Regions from separate parts of the Gossypium arboreum genome. Here region 2 is linked to region 1. The links are chromatin contacts, called in public Hi-C maps. All regions are on one chromosome and are shown on one strand. Each heading gives the region's core, a stretch centred on a gene start, on an enhancer-like site or on the middle of the called end of the contact. The rest is flanking DNA. Distances are from core to core; before and after follow the strand shown. Region 1 holds the start of LOC108479239 (scarecrow-like protein 6). Region 2 has its middle 42 kb from the start of LOC108479239.

Region 1 (7,275 bases), core at 1,028-3,527:
GTCGACAGAACAACAACATACCATAATTTGCCCATATGACATCCACAATTAAACAATTAATGATCACTTAAAAAGATTTGGCCCTAGGTTCCCTAGCATTCGACCAATAGCAATAGGGTACTCGACCCTTTGCAAACTAAATTTTCACAACCAACCCCTAAACTTGGTCGTTAGAAACTTACCCTAGAAAAGAATATTATCGAACTCAACTCATTAGAGGAATACGCGTCACACAACCTTCACCTAAACAGAATTACACGAAAGAAAACGATTAAAATCTCCATAACTGAACTCAACCATCTATCACAGCCTTCTTAGAAAAACCAAAATATAATAGCATACTAAACAAATAATGCTTTATAAAGGAAAAGAAAAAACGACGATTATACTAACTCTCTTATCTCGCACGACCAGCAACGAATCTAGAAGAAATGACGACACCAGTCAGAATAGTAAAAAAATAGAAGACAAAAGGAACGACAAAAGAAAAATCAAAGGGACTAATGTGAAGAATGCAAAGAAAAATGTGAGAGAGATGAAGAAGCAAAAAGAAAATTCCCAGTAACCAGAGAGAAAAACAGACGTGCAAGCAAAATGGAGAAAGTGGAAAATGGGGAAGTTAAAGTGAGGAATGGCAAAAATATGCTAAGGCCTTATTATTGAATTAGTAATCTCATTCTTGCCAGCAAATTAACAAAAATTAAAGATAACCCTTATGAACCAAATCAGGTATGGAATCAAAATTAATAAAGAATTTTCTAAGGAAACAAATTAAACACAGAACTTCAAGCACACAACTGGAATACTTAACCACTGAATCAAATTAATTTACTTACCACGATTCCTACAACGTTAATTCAAAAAACAATACGTGACCACTCTTGGTTCACTAACCCAAATTCTACTAACCCAATTTTTGAGATGTAACATACCAACTCAAGGAAATGCTTGAAATGCAAACATAATAATATTACATTACCAAACAAATATAAAAGTTTAAAATATGTCACAAGTCATTGTATTTGTCACAAATTTGAAATTTTATCCCAATACTTTTATTTTTAGGAATTTAGTCTTTTACTTTTTATTTAAATATTCAGGTCCAACTATTAACATTGTTAAAATTATTTTATTAAATTGAGGTTCATTATAATGTTAGTTTTTAATTACATGACTACCAAATTAATATTTTTTTAAAATATCACATTAACAAATTTAACAATATTAATAATTAGACTTAAATTTTAAATATAAAAACTAAGAAACTAAATTTCTAAAATAAAAATACAAAATTTAAATTTAAGTTTATCACATATTTTTACCAATATAAAATTTCGCAATCCAGTTGGATGATTTTGTTTTCATAATACTTATGGTTTTAATTCTCCAACATTTTGGAAAAGAGAGAGAGAGAGAGAATTTATGGAAGAAAAGTGACAATTGGTTGAGCTACAAATAAAACACAATGATTGCAGCCTTTTAACAGGCAGGCCATGACCCCATTACTTGGTATACTAAAATTAATAGAAATCAAGCAACCAGCATGCTTAAACATATTAAAAATATAATATAAATATCAATTGAGTCTTAATTTGATTAATATTAGTAATATTGTCTATGTAAGAGGACACAGATTTAAGTGCGTTGAAGTGCATTATTCTCTTATTTAAAGGTTGATAAGAAATTATAGACAATCATAAATATTGTATTAATAAAGAGCATATATAATAACAACTTAATGTGAAATTATAAAAAGAAAGATATATATGTAGAAAAACAAATGAACCTAAAGCCAAAAAAAAAAACCCTTGTGAGCATCCAAGGCAAACAAAAAAAAGCAAAGGGCAATTGGAGGTGGGGGATAAGTTGATATACATGGGGTGTCCTTGTGCAATAAACAACATTAGGGGTGTTCCATAAATATATATATTGTTGTCTTTCAAAGGTGGTCTTAGTCAATGGTTTACCAATATGGGAATTGTACTGTTCCAAACATATTCAACAATACCTCTAATCATCCAACGTTTGATTCTGATGGCAATTGTTTTATAAGCTTATCGAACAATACTTGAACTAGGGGTAAAAACAAAAATTCTTCATTTGAAGTGCTCAAGACTCTGCTTGCCCTATGCCATCACCGTTGATTAAAAATGTCTAATTCATCACTTTCTTTCAAGTAAGGTTTTAATTTAGGAATTTTATAAATAAAAATCGGATTTTTACTCTCTCTTAGTAAATAATAGAAAAACAAATAAAATTGGAGTCTGTAAAAGAAAACTTTAAAAGATGCTTGGCCACCATATCTTCTCCTAACACTTTATTATTTTGCCTGCATTGTTTTCTATTTATCATCTTCCTTTGTTCATTTTTCTTTCTGCAAATTTCTTTTTTAAGTCAGCTTAAAAACAACGCGTTCATTGCGTCCCACACAAATTTCTTTGTATATTTCTGATTTTTTCCCCTTTTTATACCAAAAACTAAAAAGTAAGCACTCAATTGCTTTGTCAAAAGCCATTTATGGTAGGACCTCCATTAACGAACACGACACCTTAATTTGCCCCCCCCCCTTTTATTTCCCTCTCTCTCTCTCTCTCTCTCTTCGTATTCAAGTCTTCCCTTTTCTTCTACCTCTAGAATTTTGGGTGCTTCAAATTTTGGAGTGTACTTTTTTTTTCTTTTGGAGTTTGTTCTTAGATGAATGCCATGCCCCTATCCTTTGAGGAATTTCAAGGGAAGGGGGCTTTAGATTTTGCTTCTTCAACTTCATCTTGTTCCAATTCATCACTGTTATTACAACACCAGCAACAGAAAAAGTGGCAAAACAACAAGGAAAGTTGTTGCTATGTGGGATTTGAGCCCACATCTACAAGAAGCCCGAGTCCACCAACGTCTTCATCAACAGTGTCTTCCTCATTCGGCGGAGGCAGCGGTGGTGCCTCCACGGACAGCAGTGGCGTGGCGGAAACAGCAGCTGTCTCCAAAGGTAAAAGCCAGTCTTTTGATACAGGGACGGGAAAATGTGGTTTAAGTTTGGAGGATTGGGAGAATGACCAATCCATTTTGAGGCTAATTATGGGTGATGTTGATGACCCTTCTTTGGGGTTAAACAAGATCCTTCAACCACCAAGTGGCAGCGGCGGCGGTGGTGGGTCTTCGGAAAATATGGAGTTTAATGCTGGTTTTGGTATGGCCGATCATAGTTTCGGGTTCGACTCCATTACTAGTAGTGTTAGCTTGATGAACAATGATATGGTTTCGTGTTCAAATCCCGTATTTGACCAAAACCAGGCCGAGTTCACCCAGAACCCGTTTATGTTTTTCCCTTCGTATGCTGCTGAAATGCAGGAACATAATCTTTTATCACCACCACCGCCGAAGAGATTCAATTCCGGCACAAGTGGACCGAATTATCAAGTGCCGAAAGTTCAGTTTTCGGCTTCGGGACCGGAGCATTATCTCCGGCGTCAACAACTGCTTCATCAAAGGCCAACCACGCCGAAGATAGTGACTGATGAAATGGCCAACCAGCAGCTTCAGCAGGCAATAATAGACCAATTAATTCAGGCCGCAGAGCTGATCGAAACCGGTGATCCGGTACTCGCGCAAGGGATATTGGCGCGGCTCAATCACCAGCTCTCCCCTGTAGGTAAGCCCTTTATAAGGGCTGCTTTCTACTTTAAGGAGGCCTTACAATTACTCCTCCGTTTCAACACTACCAACACTTCAACTTTGTATACTACCAATATGATTTTCAAGATCGGTGCTTACAAATCGTTCTCTGAGATATCTCCGACCGTTCAATTCGTGAATTTCACTTGTAATCAAGCGCTTCTCGAGGTTTTCGAAGGGTGTAATCGAGTTCACATAATCGATTTCGACATCGGATATGGTGGACAATGGGCTTCTTTGATGCAAGAACTTGTTTTAAGAAATGGCGACGCACCCTGTATGAAAATTACTGCGTTTGCTTGTCCAACAAGTTACGATGAATTCGAACTCGGATTCACAATCGAGAATCTTAAGCATTATGCTAATGAAATCAACATGGGTTTCGATATCGAAATAGTTAGCCTCGAGGCATTGAATTCGTGTTCTTGGTCTTCATTGCCCCTGCATTTCGGTGAAAACGAAACGATTGCTGTTAATCTACCGATCGGTTCTTTTTCCAATTACCCTTCAACTCTCCCCTTGATCCTCCGTTTCGTAAAGCAATTATCACCCAAAATCGTTGTCTCGTCTGACCGTGGCTGTGACCGAACCGATGTCCCGTTCCCTCATCACATAATCCATGCACTCCAATCATACTCTGGCCTACTCGAATCCCTCGACGCGGTGAACATGAACCTTGATGCGTTGGAAAAGATTGAAAGGTTCTTCCTTCAACCAAGCATTGAAAAAATCGTGTTGGGTCGACATCGGTCCCTCGAAAGAAGACCTCCATGGAGGAGTTTGTTTATACAATCCGGATTTTCACCATTAACATTCAGTAACTTCACTGAATCACAAGCTGAATGTTTGGTTCAAAGAACACCAATTCAAGGTTTCCATGTCGAAAAAAGACAATCGGCACTTGTTCTTTGTTGGCAAAGGAGAGAATTAATTGCTGCTTCAGCTTGGAGATGCTGATAACCACCATTGGAGGTGCTTCATAATTTTACTGGTTATTATTATTATTATTTGTTGTCTTGTCTGTGTTCTATCAAGAAACCGAACATGTTTAGCATTTGTATGGCTTTTGTACAGCTTACTTCGGATGTGGGTATAACTGGTTTGGTTCTTTTTTTTTTTCATTTGGCTAAGTTGCCATTGTTAGTTATACAGTTAACAACAAAGGCGAAACAAAGTTATGGTAATGGAGAACTTAATTCAATCTTTGTCAATTTGCTTGTTCATGTCATCAATTCTCTTACAATTACACATTCAAATCCACTGAAATTGTTGTTGAATGCAGCACTAAATTGTTGTAAAACTATCATGGAAATTCATACATTAGAAATCAGATTGCAATTTCTCTTTCTACTAAAAAAACTTGATAAATTGGTTTATAAATGTTAGATCAAAGAATAAACTGCTCCTTTTGTTAAAATTTTTATTCATTTCTACTGTTAAAAACTAGTCTCTAGATATCAGTATGATGTACAGATGGTTTTCACATGTCATTATTTGGTTATTTCGTTAGTTACATTAGTTTTTAACTGCACAATGAATAAAACTTTTAATAGAAAGAATCAATTTTCTCTTTGATATGACATAAATAGATTAATTTATTTATTTTTAATAAAGCGAATAAAATATAATTTAACTTTTAATATAAAGACTTTTACAATACTTTTACCATTAATTTGTCTATTATTATTTTTGCATATTCCCTTTTATCATGTTTTTGGTTGGATAATAACCATTCAACTGAAAAAAAAGCTTATTAAGACATATTTCTGTTAGCTTTTCTAAATAATTTTTGTCTTCTCAAGATAAAATCACAACTATTAAAGTGTTTATGGGCGAGTTAATATTATGGTTGTCTGAATTGGATCGTATCAGTTAGTATATCAATTCTAATAATAGGTTTGAATATATTTAAATGAAATCGATTGAACCTGGATTGAATTAAAAATTGGTAATCTGATCGATTTGACCACCTATCTAGTTTTTAAAATCATGGTTAACGAGGGTCAATATTTATTGGTTTAATTATGAATTCTATCTTTTTACTTTATGAAAAAGGGTAATATAAATTTTGGCTCCTGAACTTGACAGCTAGGTCCACTTTGATACATATATTTTTTTTAGTCCACTTTGGTCCTTGAATTTGACAATTAGATCAATTTTGGCCCCTGAACTTAGATTCTATTCTGTCAAAATTTGATGATGTGATCAAAGTTACTGACACACGATCAATAGGATGGATTGAGAATTGATTGATATAACAATCCAAACAAAAGGGTTGAATTGATTGTCTCAGAAACTGCTTAAAATTGATAAAAATCGAAAATCAAGACAAAATTGACAATTAAATTACTTTAATAAAAAAAATTATTTTTAGATTTTATGAATTATTAAATATTTATTTAATCATTGTTGGTCAGATGGTCAAATCAATTGAATTGAAAATCAGTAATCTAAAATGTTCAACTATCAGTCCAATTATTTAAAAAACTAAATATAACACTATGATATTGTAACACATTATCTCTTAAAAATTTATATATATTTAATTTTCAAGTGATGATGTGGCATAATCAAAGTGCCACATCATCAAATTCTTATATTTCTCAAGTTCAAGGACCAAAATGGATCTAGTTATCAGATTCAAGTGTCAAAGTGGACCAGAGAAAAGTATAGATATAAAAGTGAACCTAGTTGTAAAGTTTAAAGGCTAAAAATTATACTATCCATTTAAAATTGAGAAACTAATCAATCTATTTTTATTTGTCCTAATTTGACCATTGCAATAGGAATTGAAAAGTTTATATAGTTGGTAAATATGTCAACTTAAACCAATTATTTTTATTAATTTGTTGTATATAAGTTACTAAATTTATTTATTTTTATTAATTTCTTACTTGTTGATTTTCAAGTTAGAATAAGATTTAATAGAATTACCCTAACCTTAGTATTTGACCCATCAACTAAAAGTGTTCACCTCAAACTCAGGTTGTGGGATGGAATCACAGAAATTATGTGGTAAGTGTGATAATGATTTCCTCCGGTATATAATAATCATAGATTTATGGCATCAAATGCCTAAATATCCTCATATGTTGATGAATTAAGCAAAACATATTAAATAATTATTGCTTTCATGAGGATGTCCATTAAGGGTGGTTGCAATAGATGAATAATCTCATGTTGTGCATATCATTGATAATTTAATGTTTAACTTTTTCCATAATGCAATCACATGGGTGTTGTACCATTGGACCCCTACATAATTAGTTTAGAACTCTCTTTCTTTTTTTTTTTTTTTTTTAATTTCTTAAAAACACAATCATATTATTTAAGGATGAAGGCCATATTGCATATGACTTATGATAAAGACAAAAGAGAAATATTTTTATAATAATGATAACTACCATTACTAATATTTTTATCCTATTAAAGAATAAGACATTGAATGTGTTATCTTCAATGCCAATCACTCTAAAACCTTACCATCATTCTTGTAAATTGCAATATTATTTTATTCTCTCATTGCCTAAGTGTAAAATATTAGTAAGATCAATTTAGGGTTAGTATTTTGTTGGGTATTTAACTTCTCATGTCATACATATATTT
Region 2 (7,688 bases), core at 923-3,422, 40 kb after region 1:
TTCACATATAATACGACTCTATAAATATTTAATAAAAATATTTACGAGCTCAGTTTATAGAAATAAGATCTCGATATCTCATTTTCCAAAACCACTTGACTTCCGGACAACCACTTATACTAACCATTAATTCAATTAATTAAAAATTATTCAAAGCAAAATTAAATATAAAAATTATTATTGAATTTTATAATTTAAATACTAATTATACGAACTTACTCATTGAATTTGTGGTTCTGAAACCATTGTTTTCGACACCACTGAAAAACAGGTTGTTACACTAGAAATGGCGAATGAGCCGTATTTGTCTACTAGGGTTTCTGTGTGTCCCAGGGGCGATGATGGGAAAACCTTAGGCAATGTTGAGTTTAGGCAAATCCATATCGTCAAACACGATAATTTGTGTAATGCCTTGATGACAAGCCAAACCAAGCCTTTGTGATGAATTATCTGAAAAGCTTTTATGATGTATTATTCAAAAAGCCTTAATGGCGAAGTTATTTAGGAAACCCTCATGGTGAGTTATTTGGAAAGTCTGTATGGTAAATTCTATAACGCTTAAGCGTGAGATGTTAGCCTGCCTTTGTGGAAAGATCTGTGTATGCCCTTGTAACATTTTCTGAAATAATTCTTGGCAGTATGTTCAACGGATAAACCTGCCATAATAACCCGCCAGGATAGAGAACTTGGCATATTTGAAATTTTAGGTGGTGTAAGTGCCTGCCAAACCTGGAAGTTCTCACATTATGTATCGAAGTCATTTGTGATTCTATTGGATGATCTAAAACCTTGTTTTCATCAGAATAGGTTTTTTTGTTAGGATCGACTTAAAGATACAATGTGATTGGAATTCGGTCAGCCATCAGAACCAGTATAAGAATCCGCCAAGCGCAGTATCTGTATGTATATCATTCCGAGAAATGTATCAAAATTCTATCTTCAAAAGGGATTGTGAAATAGGATCCACATTAGGGTGTGAAGCTTATGATTCGTGCATATGGTGGAATGAGAATAAAGTGGTTAAGTGTAGAGATTGGCGTAAAATTATCTGCCAAGAGTAAAAAAAGTATCCGCTAAGGTTTGAAAGAGAGTCCAAAATCCTTGAGTTGAGGAATTCAACAGCATTGTTTAAAGGTGATAATGGTTTAGACTCACTAAGTTCCATTGAACTTATGGGCGTTTATTTGTAATGCATGTTCTTGGAATTGAACTAGTGCGCCAGGAGGGACCAAGCCAGTAATGCAACAGGATGACAGTTCAAAAAGTGATATTATGCATATAGAGGGGCACTATTGGAAACATGGCGATTAGTACTCTACACCATGATTTAGTCTGGCTTAATAACGATTTAAATTGTAATGTCTTAAACTGCTTTTGAGAATCTGTTGTATTTAATTGTCTCCTTTAAAATCTTTTAACTTAGAAGGAATATAAAGAAATAAGAAATATATCCAGTATAGTTCCCGCCAGTTGTAAAATTTCCGTTAAGTATGTATGTATTGTGACATCCCATATCCGAATCTAGTAAAGCGAGTCGAGTGTAGGGTGTTACAAAATAAGAGCAACACTTTTTTTTCCTTTTTGGAGACCAATCTTCCCTCTCTTCTTCTCCAATATGATTTGACCCTAAACAATCACACGATTATCAGCATTCAAGTGAACAATCCCAAAGTTTATTTCTGTTGAAAGGGTTAACTCTTTTGGGACAAGTTTTCAAAGTGTCATGCGTTAGGAAATTGACCAAACCCTTAACAATCGAAGGTATTTTCCTCGTATTGGGGTTTTTTATCTGATCCCCACGAAGAACTGTGTATGGTTCACGAAAGAAGTTTTGTCCCACTTCTTGAACTATACCCATTATTTCCTTCTCTATCCACTCCTTTCCAACATCCATAATTTCCCTCACCACCGTAGAATGACGGCTCAACACTTCATGATTAAGCTACGACTCACTTCCATCGAACCTCCTTGTTAATAAACCGTATCAATAATATCTAAACAAACTCTTAACCTTTTATATAATTTAGAGTTAAAAAAGTCTTAAAATAAATCAACATTTTAATTGAATAAAAATTTATCTAATGAAATAAAATAAAAGTACATTTAAATACTATAGAGCATGGGATGGAATAATTCATGGGTCCTTAATTAAACCCAACAATGTGGACCGAATGATAGTTGCTGGCTACCATCAAAATTAAATATTCTTTTGGGCCCTAATTGAGGGTCCATTAAATATATGAATTGGACTTGTTATATTATTTTATTGTATATGACACGTTTGACTAAATTGACATCACGAGTTAATCCAACACAAGAGCGTAGAAAGAGACAGGCGATGGCTTTGGTCTTCTAAAATTGATGAAATTGCTATGTAATTCCTTTAAATTTTTCTTTTTTGAAGAATACAAGGAGTGTTCTTGCCGTCCCAAAAATAATAAAATTACTCCATAACCCTTTAATTATTTTAAGAATACAAGTTAGTATAATGATAAATTTACCCTTTAATCATGATTCATATTTAACCCCTTCAAAGTAAATTTTTTAGCACAAAATCAATTGAAAAATGACTAAACCTTCTTTTCATTTTCAAAATAAATATTTTTAGTGTATTTTTGCCTTTTTATATACTATATAAAATCCATAAAAAAATCCATAACCTTTGTTGAGATCTGAACGTAAACCATCATAATTTCTAAAACCTCGATATTATCAATTCAACAATCAACAAATATTGAATAATGTAGTAAGTAATGTTGCATACTTAAGAAAAAACCCAAATTTAATCCTAAAAACTACATTATTCAAAAGGAGTGTTATTTTATATAAAATATATATTATATAAAAACTAAAATACAAAAATAACCTTATTATACCTTTTTTTTTTTTTTTTTTTGGTGATACCTTATTATACTATTTTGGCCTTAGTCCCTTGATTAAATAAGGGTAACAACAATTTCAACCCCCCGCCAATTAATTATTTATTCAATTAAGCCTTTTTAGGCCCTTAAATACGGAAATTTTGTATTTTTACCCTCCAAAAAATTAATAATTCAATTTATAACCTAAGCCATAATTTCACCAAAAGCTCAAGAATTGTTCATAAAAGAAGTAGACCACAATTAAGCAATCCAGTAATTTCCCACTGGAAAACTATCAAACTATCAATACAATGAAGAATAGTTGCTTTACGCATCACACATTGGACATGCCTTTTTTTTCCTAGCATCCATAGTAAGTAACATTCAACAAAAGCTACAAATCATCAGTCAAAATATTTGTCTTTCTCCAGTTCTCTACATTTTTTTCAAGCATGAGCGTCGGCATCGAAGAATAGAATAGTAGTAGTAGTACCTTGGTGCCGCAGTCATGTTCGTTTCAAGAGGTACCCCAGAATGATGCCGACTATACCAACAAGAATTATGTATAAAAACTTCATACCACTGTAACCTCTCTTAGCTTCGCGTCTCAAGAGTTCCTGCAAATTTAAGTTTTGATGTAAGGTCGGGATAAGCTCATATTGAGGTCAGAACAATACAGGACCCTTTGCAGAAAATGACCATGATTGAATGATATTATCAACTGATATAGCTTAACATATTAGCATTTGGTGTTCTTAAATCTTTATGTTATGAGTTGAGGATCCAATGATTAAACTTACCAGTTCTTGCTGGAGCTTGTTATTTTCCAGAAGGGTGGCGTTTTTCTCCTCATTTAGCTTGGAAATGAGAGCCCTTTTCTGCAATTAAAAAAGTATCTTTCAGAATGATAATTTTTTGGGGGGGCTGGGGTTAAATTGCAAATTCTAAACATAGCTTCAGTGATAGAGAAAAAGGAACATATCTTTCAAGTTTTTTTTTTTTTTTCACGGATGATAATTCTTTTTAACATGTTTCGGTTCGATTATTCATATAAAAATAATGCAAAAGAGCCTTTAACGTGAGTAATAATAAAAAAATTGGGGAAACTATACTAATAGTCACTCAACTATTAGTATTTTTTTTTTTGGGTTACCCAACTATATAAAATGTTATGATCACCCAAGTATTAGTAAATTTCTTCTTTGATCACCCAACTATTCAATTTTGTCTTTTTTAATCACTAACAAGCTAACGAGGGCAAATTGTTTGCCTACATGACATTAGTGTCCATCTTAAATGAAACAAGCTTCTATAGGTTTTCAGAGCAGGTTGTTTGCCTACATGAGTGTACCCTAATATAGGAGTCTAGTACCCCTGACATTGTACCACCTTGTGGTTAAATCATGCAAGGATGTAATAGAAGTCAGAATCACCTTTTAGATGAGAAATTTTAGTGACTACAGGATTGTCCGGCATGGTGGGACACTTCTATTCATACGAAAAGAAAGGAGACAACGTTCGTTCCTATCCTTGTTGACAGCGTTCATATTTTTATGCTCCTAGATAGTCCTAAGAACCGGTCTAAACACACGTCTCAAGAAAATGGAATGAGAAAAGGTCTGGGTAATATCACTATCTAAGTGATATTCATGTTCATCCTGGCTATAGGGAAGCTAATACGTGAAGATAATTCACTTGTTAATACGGAACCACCCACTACATATAAGTTTATAACAACGACGAAAGTGTCATTATGGATTAACAGGGTATGTTAAAATTGCTCTCTTTAAACCACTATGTAAGGTCAGCAAACACAAGCCCAATACGAAGTAATTTTCATTAGAAGCGACTAAACAACACCTAATCTATCTCCAAAGAAGATATGGCCAACCGTATAGACTACAACTTACAACTGCCACTCGAAATCAGTAAGCTTAAAACATGATTCGATGTCAGACATAGAGACAAGGAATACTCACAGATGCCAAATCTGCACTGTTGTAGCTACCATTGTCTGAAACGGAAGCCCAAGGTGAAGAGCCTTCTTTGGATCCTTCTTTAACAGGTGAAGGAGGTCGAGGAGGTGCTATGTAAGCAACCCTCAATTTACATTCCTCAACATGATGTCCGGATTCCTTATTAAACTAGACCGAAAAGCAAACAGTTAGAAAAAAAAAAAAAACCCAAACTTAAAATCAAATCTCGTAGAGTATGATAAAATACCATCTCTGGTGTTATATCCTTTGTTGTAGCTCCGGGACTAGTGACCACACGTTGAAGTAAAAACTTATAGTGACCACACTTTGAAGTAAAAACTTATCTTTGCATTGCATATCAAGAGGTGCTTCTTTTTGAGCTTGCATCGCAACTGGTTCCATAAATTAACCAATTAAACTATGATTTCAAGATTTGAAGATGATACATGATTAACAACAAGTAATTATAGATACGTTCAAGTTTTGTGAGAGGGAGACCTGTAACGTTGCATGTAGACCAAGGCAGACCAACTCCATTGTTAGGCTTTACACAGTACTTCCTTGGGTTTTTCGTTTTGACCTGGAAAACAACATACATGAAAAAGCTTTGTTACCATAAATCGCTAGCTCCATAGAGATTTTCGGTAAAAGATTCATGGAGACCCTTGTAGTAGGAGTCAGATTACATTTTGCTCCCTTCACTCAAAAAATGAGCAAATTAGTCATTATAGGTTAGATAAAAGAGTAAATTATTCCGATTAAAAGTTTCATCCATTTCTACTATTAAAAACCGGTCCGTGTACATAACCATGAGGTACATGTGGCATGTGGCATGGTTATTCCATCAATCATGTTAGTGTTTTTAACAATAGAAATGGATAAATTTTGAATAGAATGACCAGTTTACTCTTTATATAATGTAAAAGAACTAATTTGCCCATTTTCCAAGTAAAGAAAGTAAAATTCAATATGACTCATAGTACAAGATACTCTATAATACATTTACTAGCAATTTTCGAATTGGTACGCATGTTTCAAAACAATTAACACTACCAATCCTACTTTATTATAAAATTATTTGAGTAAAACAAATAATTCACAAACTTCAGAATATATAGAATTATGTATTTACATAAACACAAAAACAATACATATTTGATAAAAATTAAGTCTAATAAATCGACTATACAAACCAGATAATCTTATATTACAGCAAAATCCCATATTAATTTACTCACATGAGATTTAAGAAATAGCTTAATTTTACCTTAAAAGCCACATAATTGTTGGTCTTGTTGGACAGATTTAAAGAACATGAAATCTGCTTTCTCAATTCAACCAAATTCAAGACAAAAAAATTTGTTAAAATTTTCGAAAAAAAGAAGTGGAAACGATGAAGATATGGATCTGTAAAGCAACAAAAAAAAGTTAAATTTTTTTTAAAAAAAGTTTATTTTTTAAAGCTTGGAAAGATGCTTACAGGGAAATTGAAGCTCTTGAGGATCGATGCTAAGAAGTTCACCGGTGGTCATCTTAGTGAGAGGGTCGCCGGAGATATGAACTATTGGTTTGGGTCTCCGGCGTGAGAGGAAATAAAAGAAAAAAAATTATTAGAGGTGGAGATTAAGACAACGGTGAGCGGTCTTCGAGAGAGAGCTGAAAAGAAAGAACCGTGGGACAGTGACGTTTGTCTTGTTTTGGGGTTGACTGGGGTTGTGTCCGGTTTTATTTATTACAGTTCCATGCGGTTCCATTTAGGGTTATAATTGTCTTTCTGTCTAAGTACTATTTAAGAATATTTCAAATAGGGTTAATGTAATTATTGGACATTTAACTTCTCATCCATGTTGATTTTGGTGATCGTAACTTTGGATAATCTCCGAGGTCACTAAATTATTACTACATTTATGTTTTGGTCATTCATTTTTGAAAAATTATAAAATTGTCAATAAATTATTTGAAAACTTTCATTTAAGTAAATGAGTTATTAAAATCATTGTTCTATTTCTTTCTTTATTTGCATTGTTTGCATGAATCGAAAACTCTTATTTCCCTTCTCTTTTATCATTCATTTTTTGGCATAATTACAAAAAAAAGCCCTCAACTTTTGGGGGCTTTTGGATATATGCCCCTAACCATTTTTTTTATTTTGGCCCTCAACGTAACAGATTTTTTAGACATCAACCCTGTTGAAACGGTAATCATCAGTTGATTGTTAGTCAACAATCGGTCAAAAGAATTAGTCTATGTGGCGTTCCAGTTGACTGATGATGTGGCAAACATTTAAATAATAATGCTGACGTGATAAAAAAATTAAACAAATTTAATAAACATAAAACAAAAAAAATCCTAAATCCCTCAAATCATCTCAAACCCCCAAATTCAAAACTTTTTTTCTCAAATTCTAAAATTCTTAACTCGTCAAATTCCCCAAATCGTGAAATCCCCAAATCCATAACATCCGAAATCTTCATTGAATTCCTAAAATCTTGAAATCCCTAAATATTAAAATCTTCAAATTTTGAAATCCCTAAATCATTAGTATTCCAAAATATTCTTAAAATCCATAAAACTTTTACAAACCAAATCATTGAATCCCTAAAACTTTTAGGAACAAAAAAGCTTCAACAATCGTGAGCAGTTTTCGTAACCCAAAATCGAAATGTAGATGCTTTCTTATTTGGTTTGTTGGGAAAATAAATTCCATTTTTGGTTTGGTTTGTTGGTTATTTGTGATTTATTATTGCAATTTCAGTGCCACAATATAGGGCTTGTTTTGTCGATTTGTGATGCGACAATGGTCCCGATGTTATTGATAAAGCTGTTATTAAAATTGTTTATGGTTATTTGT

What was found. A called contact is a pair of places that touch in the nucleus more often than the background predicts.
Region 2: a contact with region 1 is called in a Hi-C map of leaf, with 2.1 times the contacts expected there. The contact joins the enhancer-like site here to the promoter of LOC108479239 in region 1. A contact is called at or near these places in 2 of 5 Hi-C or Micro-C datasets (both in leaf).

Annotation. Positions count from the first base shown.
Region 1 is chr12:85,735,116-85,742,390 of ASM2569848v2, forward strand. It overlaps LOC108479239 (scarecrow-like protein 6), which reads left to right and starts at 2,278. Exons shown (of 1, transcript XM_017781712.2): 1 at 2,278-4,880. The coding sequence starts at 2,695. The coding sequence ends at 4,626.
Region 2 is chr12:85,775,414-85,783,101 of ASM2569848v2, forward strand. It overlaps the pseudogene LOC108477545. Among protein-coding and RNA genes, the nearest start is that of LOC108479239, 42 kb to the left of the region's middle. Within about 2 kb of position 2,173, at least 2 of the 2 cell types and tissues checked have an H3K27ac peak or open chromatin away from gene starts, as enhancers often do. A contact at or near this core is called in leaf, where this site is marked.